2 separate regions of the Mus musculus genome follow, and region 2 is linked to region 1. A link is a contact called in public promoter capture Hi-C data. All regions are on one chromosome and are shown on one strand. Each heading gives the region's core, a stretch centred on a gene start, on an enhancer-like site or on the middle of the called end of the contact. The rest is flanking DNA. Distances are from core to core; before and after follow the strand shown. Region 1 holds the start of Zfp277 (zinc finger protein 277). Region 2 overlaps Dock4 (dedicator of cytokinesis 4).

Region 1 (3,550 bases), core at 706-3,205:
AGGACACTTGATTATTATTGGGAAATATTCATGAGTACTTTTAACAGGGAAAACTGGCATTCATGGAAAACTCACACAAACTTAATACTCTACTGGGCAAACATCTATCTATCCATCTATATTATGTATATAATATATGACAAATATATTATACATATATATAAATCCACTCTCTGTAATGCTATTGAAAATCAGAGCTACTTTATACATTTACTAACAGGGGACTGGCTAGAGTATGGAATATCTTTCCTATGGAACATGAGTGTATTCACTAACAAATGTAACAAAAAAATTGATATAGAAGTATCTTTGATAAACAATAGGAAGAAGAAAGCTGTAGATCTTTGAGTTTACTAGAATCATCCCTCTTATTTTAAAATGGGGTATACAATGCATATTATAAAGGACTATGTTATAAAATATGCATCACTTTTGTCTTTATAAGTGGAACTGTGTAGTGGATGTTACTATTATTATTATTTTTTTAATCTACAGACCTCTGAATGAAGTGCTTGAAATATTTGTAATGAATTCTAAGTGTAAGGTAATTATTTATGCTTTAGAGGTATTTTCAAGTTTTCAAATAAATTAACCCGTGAGAAAAAGTTATCAGTGAGGAGAAGAAGCCGGGCAGTGGCGGCGCACGCCTTTAATCCTAGCATTTGGGAGGCAGAGGCAGGCGGGTTTCTGAGTTCGAGGCCAGCCTGGTTTAGAGTGAGTTTCAGGTCAGCCAGAGCTACACAGAGAAACTCTGTCTCTAAAAACCAAAACTAACCAACCAACCAACCAAAACCCCCACAAAAACAAAAACCATAAACAACGCCCCCCCCCCCCGCCAAATTATTAAAGCTTCCAACTTTATATCTTAAAATGTGGAATTTTGGTGATCTGGAAAAACATAAGTACGGGATATATGGCAAACCCATTGATAGGAATCTCACTCATGGAAAGTGGGAAGAAATTGCACTTTTATTTCCCTGCTACTGAGATAAAAAGCTGTGAAGGTTAAATGGAAAAAACATCAACAAGGACTGAGAACCCAAATTAACCCCCAAAATTAACACTTAAACAAAATGGGTGGGGAGTGGAGCGCGACCAAAAGAAAAGGTAGTCTATGATGAAAGTTTGACTTTTGGTCTCTACAGTGGAACTGAAGAAAGCAGCAAAGTCAGGTTGATACAAAGTAGCTGTGATGAATTTTAAAACCCTATTTTAAATATTCTGTGAGGGCTGGAGTGAATTTAATTCTCTTTTCTCTTTCTCTTAGAATGTAACATCTCCCAGGCTACAGGGCCAAATGATACCTGAGACACACACATCCTTTCCTTTTGAAGAGGACTACAACCTGCAACCAGCAAATAAGTATTAGAGAGCCGTGACGTGACTAGTCTCCAACTTGGAAACCGGTCCCAAACTACATAAAACACCTTCCCAGAGCCAAATTCAGCAAACCGGGGAGAGCGAGGGCTACAAGTCAGGAAATAGCGGCTAATCACAGCTTTACAGTCACACGTGTGCAACCCAGACCTGACCCACACCCACTTGGCGGCAAGTGCAAAGCACAGAATTCCAAACCGGAAGACAGCAAAGGAGCTTTCTCAGAGGCCGGGAAGGCAGCTCTTCACATTTTCTGCTCCCACCCCAAAACAGCTTCAGCCTGGCAACCTCCGTCTGCCCAACCCATATCTCTGGGTCCCGCCCGCGGCTTTTTCCCTGGCACCAAGGTGGTCTCCCAGCCGACCAGCTTCAAAGGTTTGAGCGGCTGCCAGCTGCACCTCGGGCACAGAAGAAGGAAGACAGATCACCCGCGCCTAAGGGACAGCACACTCACCTTCATGATCTGTGTGTCCGATTCCGCCGCGGACCCCGCGGACCCCAGCCTCCCGGGGGTCCACAGGAAGCCCCTGGACCTCACTAGCAGCCATTACCTGGCACAGTAGAAAGGGGCGGGCCGTAGGCGGGGCGGAGCGGTGATACACCAATAAAAACGCGCCTGGGGTCGCATGCCGCCTCACTGAGGGAGTTCCTACACGCCTATGCTGTGCCGTCACATTTTGGACCAATCGATTGTGGCGAGCCTAACTAGGTGCCCCGCCCCCAACCGCTGTAGTCCCGCCTCCTTCCGGAGCCGGGAGCGTAAGAACTACAACTTCCAGCATGCCGCGAGGCAGTGGGTAGGCAGCGCTGGACGGGCGCTGACGGGCGGGGGTGCGCCCGCGAGTGCCCCGGCGTGTTCGCTTAGTTCAGTGAATCAGAACAATGACTGCGCCGCCGGGTCCCCGGGAGCGCGTCGCAGGGCTGTGAGCAGCCGCGGCCGGCAGAGCGGCGGGCGGCTCCGCCTCGGCGGTGTAGTGTCAGTGCCGGCTCCGGAGCCCCGGGAGCAGACCCTGCCCAGCGCCGCAGCCCGCGCGATCCGCTGTGCTCCAGCGACACAGCTGCTCTTCGGGAGCGGTGCATTGTTGTGAGCCACTGGAGGGGCGCGGGGATTGCACAGCCCGGAGCCCCTCAACGCCCTTCATAGCCATGTGGATACCTACGGAGCACGAGAAATACGGCGTGGGTGAGTGCTCGCGGGCGAACTTTTACCACGCTCTGGTCCTTGCCCCCACGCAGCTCGCTCCGCTCCAGGCTGCAAATGCCAGGTCTTGGCATTGCACAGCGGGTCCCGGGCTTGGCCGCACCGGCCTCCGGCTGAGGGGCGAGCACTGGGGGGCTCGCTCCTCACCGTGCACTCGGCGCTCCTCGAACCCGATCCCAGAACGTCCGGACTGCCGCTCCGGTCTCTGCTGGCTGGCGGAGTTTGGAGCGGCCGCGGGGCGTGTTGCGTGTCAAGTTGGAAGGGGAAGCCAACAGGGTTTCTCTCCCTTCTACCCCTGCTGGCCCACAGCGGCAGAGAGCTGGCAGTGGGCTGCTAAGATTTCCCGGGGTGATGAGGGAGACCAGGAACCGGCTGCTAGAATACTCCCAAACAGTAGGGAGGCGCGAAGTCCCTGCGGCTGGGGTCGGCATTCCCAGAGTGCAGAGTGTAGCCCCTGTGACAGACGGAGTCGGGACGTAGCCTCCTTCCTCCCTCGCCTCCCGGGTGTTTGGGGTGTGTGTTGCGAGCAGGGGGGTTGGTAAATTTCAACATCTGTGCTCCTGCGCTCTTTGGTCCTTGGAGGGGAACCGAGATTTTGGCAGGGTTTTTACTTCTGGCCACCTTCTCTACCAGGGAATGAGCGCAGTGGGGGTCATAGAGGCCGGCTGGAAAGTGACGAGGGAGAGGAGGGTCAGAAAGCCTGGCTCTTAGAGGCTGGCAGGCAGCTTTAGGAGAGGACTACCCTGGCACTGATTTGAGAGAAAAAGGAACAGGATAGCATTCACTGTTCTGTGCAAAGGTGAACAACAAAGACCATTAATGTTGACTGATGAATACAGGAGGCTCCCTTCCCTTCCCTCCTCCCTTGTCGGTAGGATTACAGTTCCCGTTTTTGTTGTTTGATTTCAGCTGGGTACCCCCCTCCCCCTTTGACAGTCACTCCTTTTAGGGTTGAGACTATTAAGAAGCCAG
Region 2 (3,550 bases), core at 296-2,795, 290 kb after region 1:
CCATCAACATTCAAAATAGCATTGCCTTTTATACATTCCCAGAGACAATTCTTAGTGTTTCTCTATCTTTTCTTAATCCTTCTTGTATATTTTTAATTTTGATGCCTTGGTTAAAAGCTGTCAGATAGAGAGGCAGCCTCCCACCATCCTCTGGAAACTTAAGATCTTGGAGAACTAGAGCTTTAATATGAAGATTAAAGCAAACTGGGTCTTAAGAATGCTGATGTCATCTGGAGTCATGTGGTAGGTAGCATGTGGCAGGCCTACCATACAGTGTCCCAGCACCAGAACTCACAGTCCTTTGGTTACAGCACTGTACTTTTCCTGACTGCTTACACAGCTAGTCTTGTTATTTATTCTCTTCCTTACAGATGTGGACTTATCTTCCACCCGGGCCATCATATAACAAGGTCTTTTTTTTTTTTTTTTGTACTTTCTTTTTCTTTTTTTTTTCCATTTTTTATTAGGTATTTAGCTCATTTACATTTCCAATGCTATACCAAAAGTCCCCCATAGCCACCCACCCCCACTCCCCTACCCACCCACTCCCCTTTTTTGGCCCTGGCGTTCCCCTGTACTGGGGCATATAAAGTTTGCGTGTCCAATGGGCCTCTCTTTCCAGTGATGGCCGCCTAGGCCATCTTTATAACAAGGTCTTTTAAATGTCATCTTATACTCTGTAGTTAGCAGTCCAATCCCGGCACCAGGGAACTTACCGGAGACCTCAAGGGCAAGCTTTCACCTTGCCAGAGCTGATTTGTAGCAGCTGATAATTTGAGGAGGATAATCCAGTATGCTTACCACAGAGGTCTCAGAGTTTACTACTTTGTGATTAAGGTTTCACCCTGAAACATCTCTACTAACTGTTGTTAATCACAGAGACCACATCTGCCTGCTTTGCACCTGAAAAATATCTTCCTATTCTTAAAAGTAATGTTAAATTATTGTTTATTACTTCTTGGGGATATAAGACATTTTTCTTCCTCTTCTAAAACTACAGAAATCTTTCTGTACCTTCACCGTATCTCCTGTGAGTCCTAGCATTCCCTAAGGTACCTCCCATTGCTATGATTCTGCAGGGGGTAGCAGCCCTGATGCTTCTCTACCATTCTGACTTTCATTAGTCTTGGTTTTTAGAGTATTACTCCACAGTTGAGCTTTAGAGGCAGCTTTGTTACTTCTTAAAGTATATAAAGTTCCTAAAAAAGCTAATAACCCTACTGATGGAATTCTTTATTCTGTATGCTGTTTATTTATGTGTGTGTGTGTGTTTCGTTTTAGTTTTATGCAAAGTCACAGTTAATGTAATATTATGAGATATTGGTTTTCTTTAATAAAAAAAGGGGGCATTACTTCCCAATATTTTGGTGGTAAGGTTAATGACACATTTCTTCCCATTCCAAGTTCACTGATGATCCTACACTACTCTTAAAGAAAGGAGGAGGGCAAAAGTTTGATTAATGAGAGAGGTTAGTTTTCTACTGCTGCTAACATATCTTAGCTTGATGGCCTTAAGCAGCTTTTGAGTTGCAGTTTTGTAGGTCAGGAGTCTACTCAGGCTTAGTTGAATTCTTTCCTAAGAGTTTCCCAGAGTCGAAATCAGAACTTGATTTCTTATCTGAAGCCTTTGAATAAGAACAGGACTGTTTTTTTTTCAGCCTATTGGTAGAAATTGTGGGATCAAGGGCCTCTCCTGCAAGCTGCCAATACAGGCTGGGGGCATGGGAGGTAATCTGTCTTCTCAAGGACACTCAGAATGTTTTTTTACATGTGGTTGCTTCAAATCCAGCAGCCATATGCTGTGTTCTGTCCATGCTCTCAATCTCTCTAAGACTCCTACAATGAAATAAACAAAACAAAACAAAAACCTAAAGGTTTATGGTTAGGCTAAGCCTACCTATATAGTCTCCATATTTAAGAGTCGCCTAAGTAGGTAGCATCCTTCGTTTTTTTCTGCAAAAGCTCTTTGGCAATGCAACATAACGTAATTGCAAAGCTACCAGGGACAAAGGTCATGATCAGTCATCTTAGAATTGCATCTCCATCACTGCAAAGAGAGGCCCATTGGACTTGCAAACTTTATATGCCCCAGTACAGGGGAAAGCCAGGGCCAAAAAGGGGGAGTGGGTGGGTAGGGGATTGGGGGGGTGGGTGGGTATGGGGGACCTTTGGGATAGCATTGAAAATGTAAACGAGGAAAATACCTAATAATAAAAAAAAAAAAAGAAAAAAAAAAAAAAGAATTGCATCTACTTTATCCAGAGCCAAGGATCATACTGGCCTACATTTTTAAATTATGTTAAAAGCAGAAACTGAGTTTGCTTGCTTGACACTGTGGGAGTCTTTCCCACGTGAGTTACAACCCAGCACAGATGCTGATTCCTGGAGACAAAGGGACCTTCTTAGTACTCTATCAAGTGGGCTAAGGGATTGCCACCCAATGGGTCTGTCTATCAGTGGGGCAAGGGATTGCTTCCCAGTGGGCCATCTCACCTTAGGCTTGGTAGGGAGATTCATTTATTCCTCTTAGCCAAAGCCCATCTTGGCAATGAGTCCTGAAGAGCCTTACCATGTCAGGCAGGACCGAGAACCAGCTTGGCTGTGTTGCCACTTCCCATTTCATGTACTGACTCCTGCCCCAGAATTTCCTGGAAAAGAAGACGAAGGGCAAAAAGGGTAAAGGCCCCAGCCCTTGCTGCAAGTTCCTTGTAATTATTTTTCTCCATTTGTCTCAGGGCATAGGAAGGTCAAAACCAAATTGTACTTTTATTTTTATTTTCAATTATAACCCTTAGCTTGTCCCAGGGCAGCTGGCTTCCTGCCCTCATCATAAAGTATTTCTTGCTTTATGCTTTTTAGTGGTCATATTATAAAGGTACCTTACATTTCAGGGACACCAAGATACATTTTTCAAGTAAAAAAGTATAATAAAGAATTCAGGAATATGTTAAAGGATACAGGAAGGAGATAATTTGACTTTTTGTAAGCAGAGAGATTCATTGATTTTTTTAAAATTTATTTTATTCCATTTATGTGACACAGTTCTTTGCCAAGTACACCAAAGTTTACATAGATACAGTCTTTAGCAGGGAATACCAAGTTCCTCATTTTAAGAATAGTCAAGCAAATGCATAGTGTTTTGAAAAAACAATCATGAAGCTTTCATTTAGAAAGAGAAAGAAATCACAATAAAATATATTTGAAAATATTAGGGGCTGTGGTTGTAGCCTTGTACCCTTGTGGTTGTCTAGCCTGCACAAAGGTTCTACCCTCAGGTCCGATAAAAAAACTTGTGCCATTTTACATCTTGTTTTCCACGGGATCAGTAATTTCTTTGTATCCCTTCTTTGTTTTAAGGCTGTGTTCTTGAGCTCCTTTCCAGCTGTGTACTCAGAACTGTTGAAGCTCTTTGATGTCCGGGAAGTGGCCAACTTGGTCCAGGACACCCTGGGCAGCCTACCTACCATCATGCATGTGGACGATTCTCTGCAGGCAATTAAGCTTCAGTGCATTGGCAAAACTGTCGAGAGCCAGCTCTATACCAACCCAG

The links. Promoter capture Hi-C pulls out the DNA fragments that hold promoters and counts their contacts.
Region 2: a contact with region 1 is called in a promoter capture Hi-C map of 3T3-L1-derived adipocytes, with 3 times the contacts expected there. The contact joins the enhancer-like site here to the promoter of Zfp277 in region 1. A contact is called at or near these places in 7 of 39 promoter capture datasets (the 3T3-L1 cell line, 3T3-L1-derived adipocytes, cranial neural crest and 2 more), 1 of 15 datasets of contacts at CTCF or cohesin (the NIH/3T3 cell line), 1 of 484 Hi-C or Micro-C datasets (the N1E-115 cell line) and 2 of 115 datasets of contacts at active chromatin or transcription factors (embryonic hindbrain and stem cell-derived neural progenitor cells).

What each region holds. Positions count from the first base shown.
Region 1 is chr12:40,443,835-40,447,384 of GRCm38.p6, forward strand. It overlaps Zfp277 (zinc finger protein 277), which reads right to left and starts at 1,956. Exons shown (of 12, transcript NM_178845.3): 1 at 1,832-1,956. The coding sequence starts at 1,925. Dock4 (dedicator of cytokinesis 4) reads left to right here and starts at 2,219. Exons shown (of 53, transcript NM_172803.2): 1 at 2,219-2,560. The coding sequence starts at 2,524. Gm40406 (a long non-coding RNA gene) reads right to left here and starts at 1,825. Exons shown (of 2, transcript XR_872699.3): 1 at 1-1,825.
Region 2 is chr12:40,734,011-40,737,560 of GRCm38.p6, forward strand. Dock4 (dedicator of cytokinesis 4) reads left to right here. Exons shown (of 53, transcript NM_172803.2): 23 at 3,358-3,550. Among named protein-coding and RNA genes, the nearest start is that of Immp2l, 290 kb to the right of the region's middle. Within about 2 kb of position 1,546, at least 4 of the 459 cell types and tissues checked have an H3K27ac peak or open chromatin away from gene starts, as enhancers often do. A contact at or near this core is called in 3T3-L1-derived adipocytes, where this site is marked.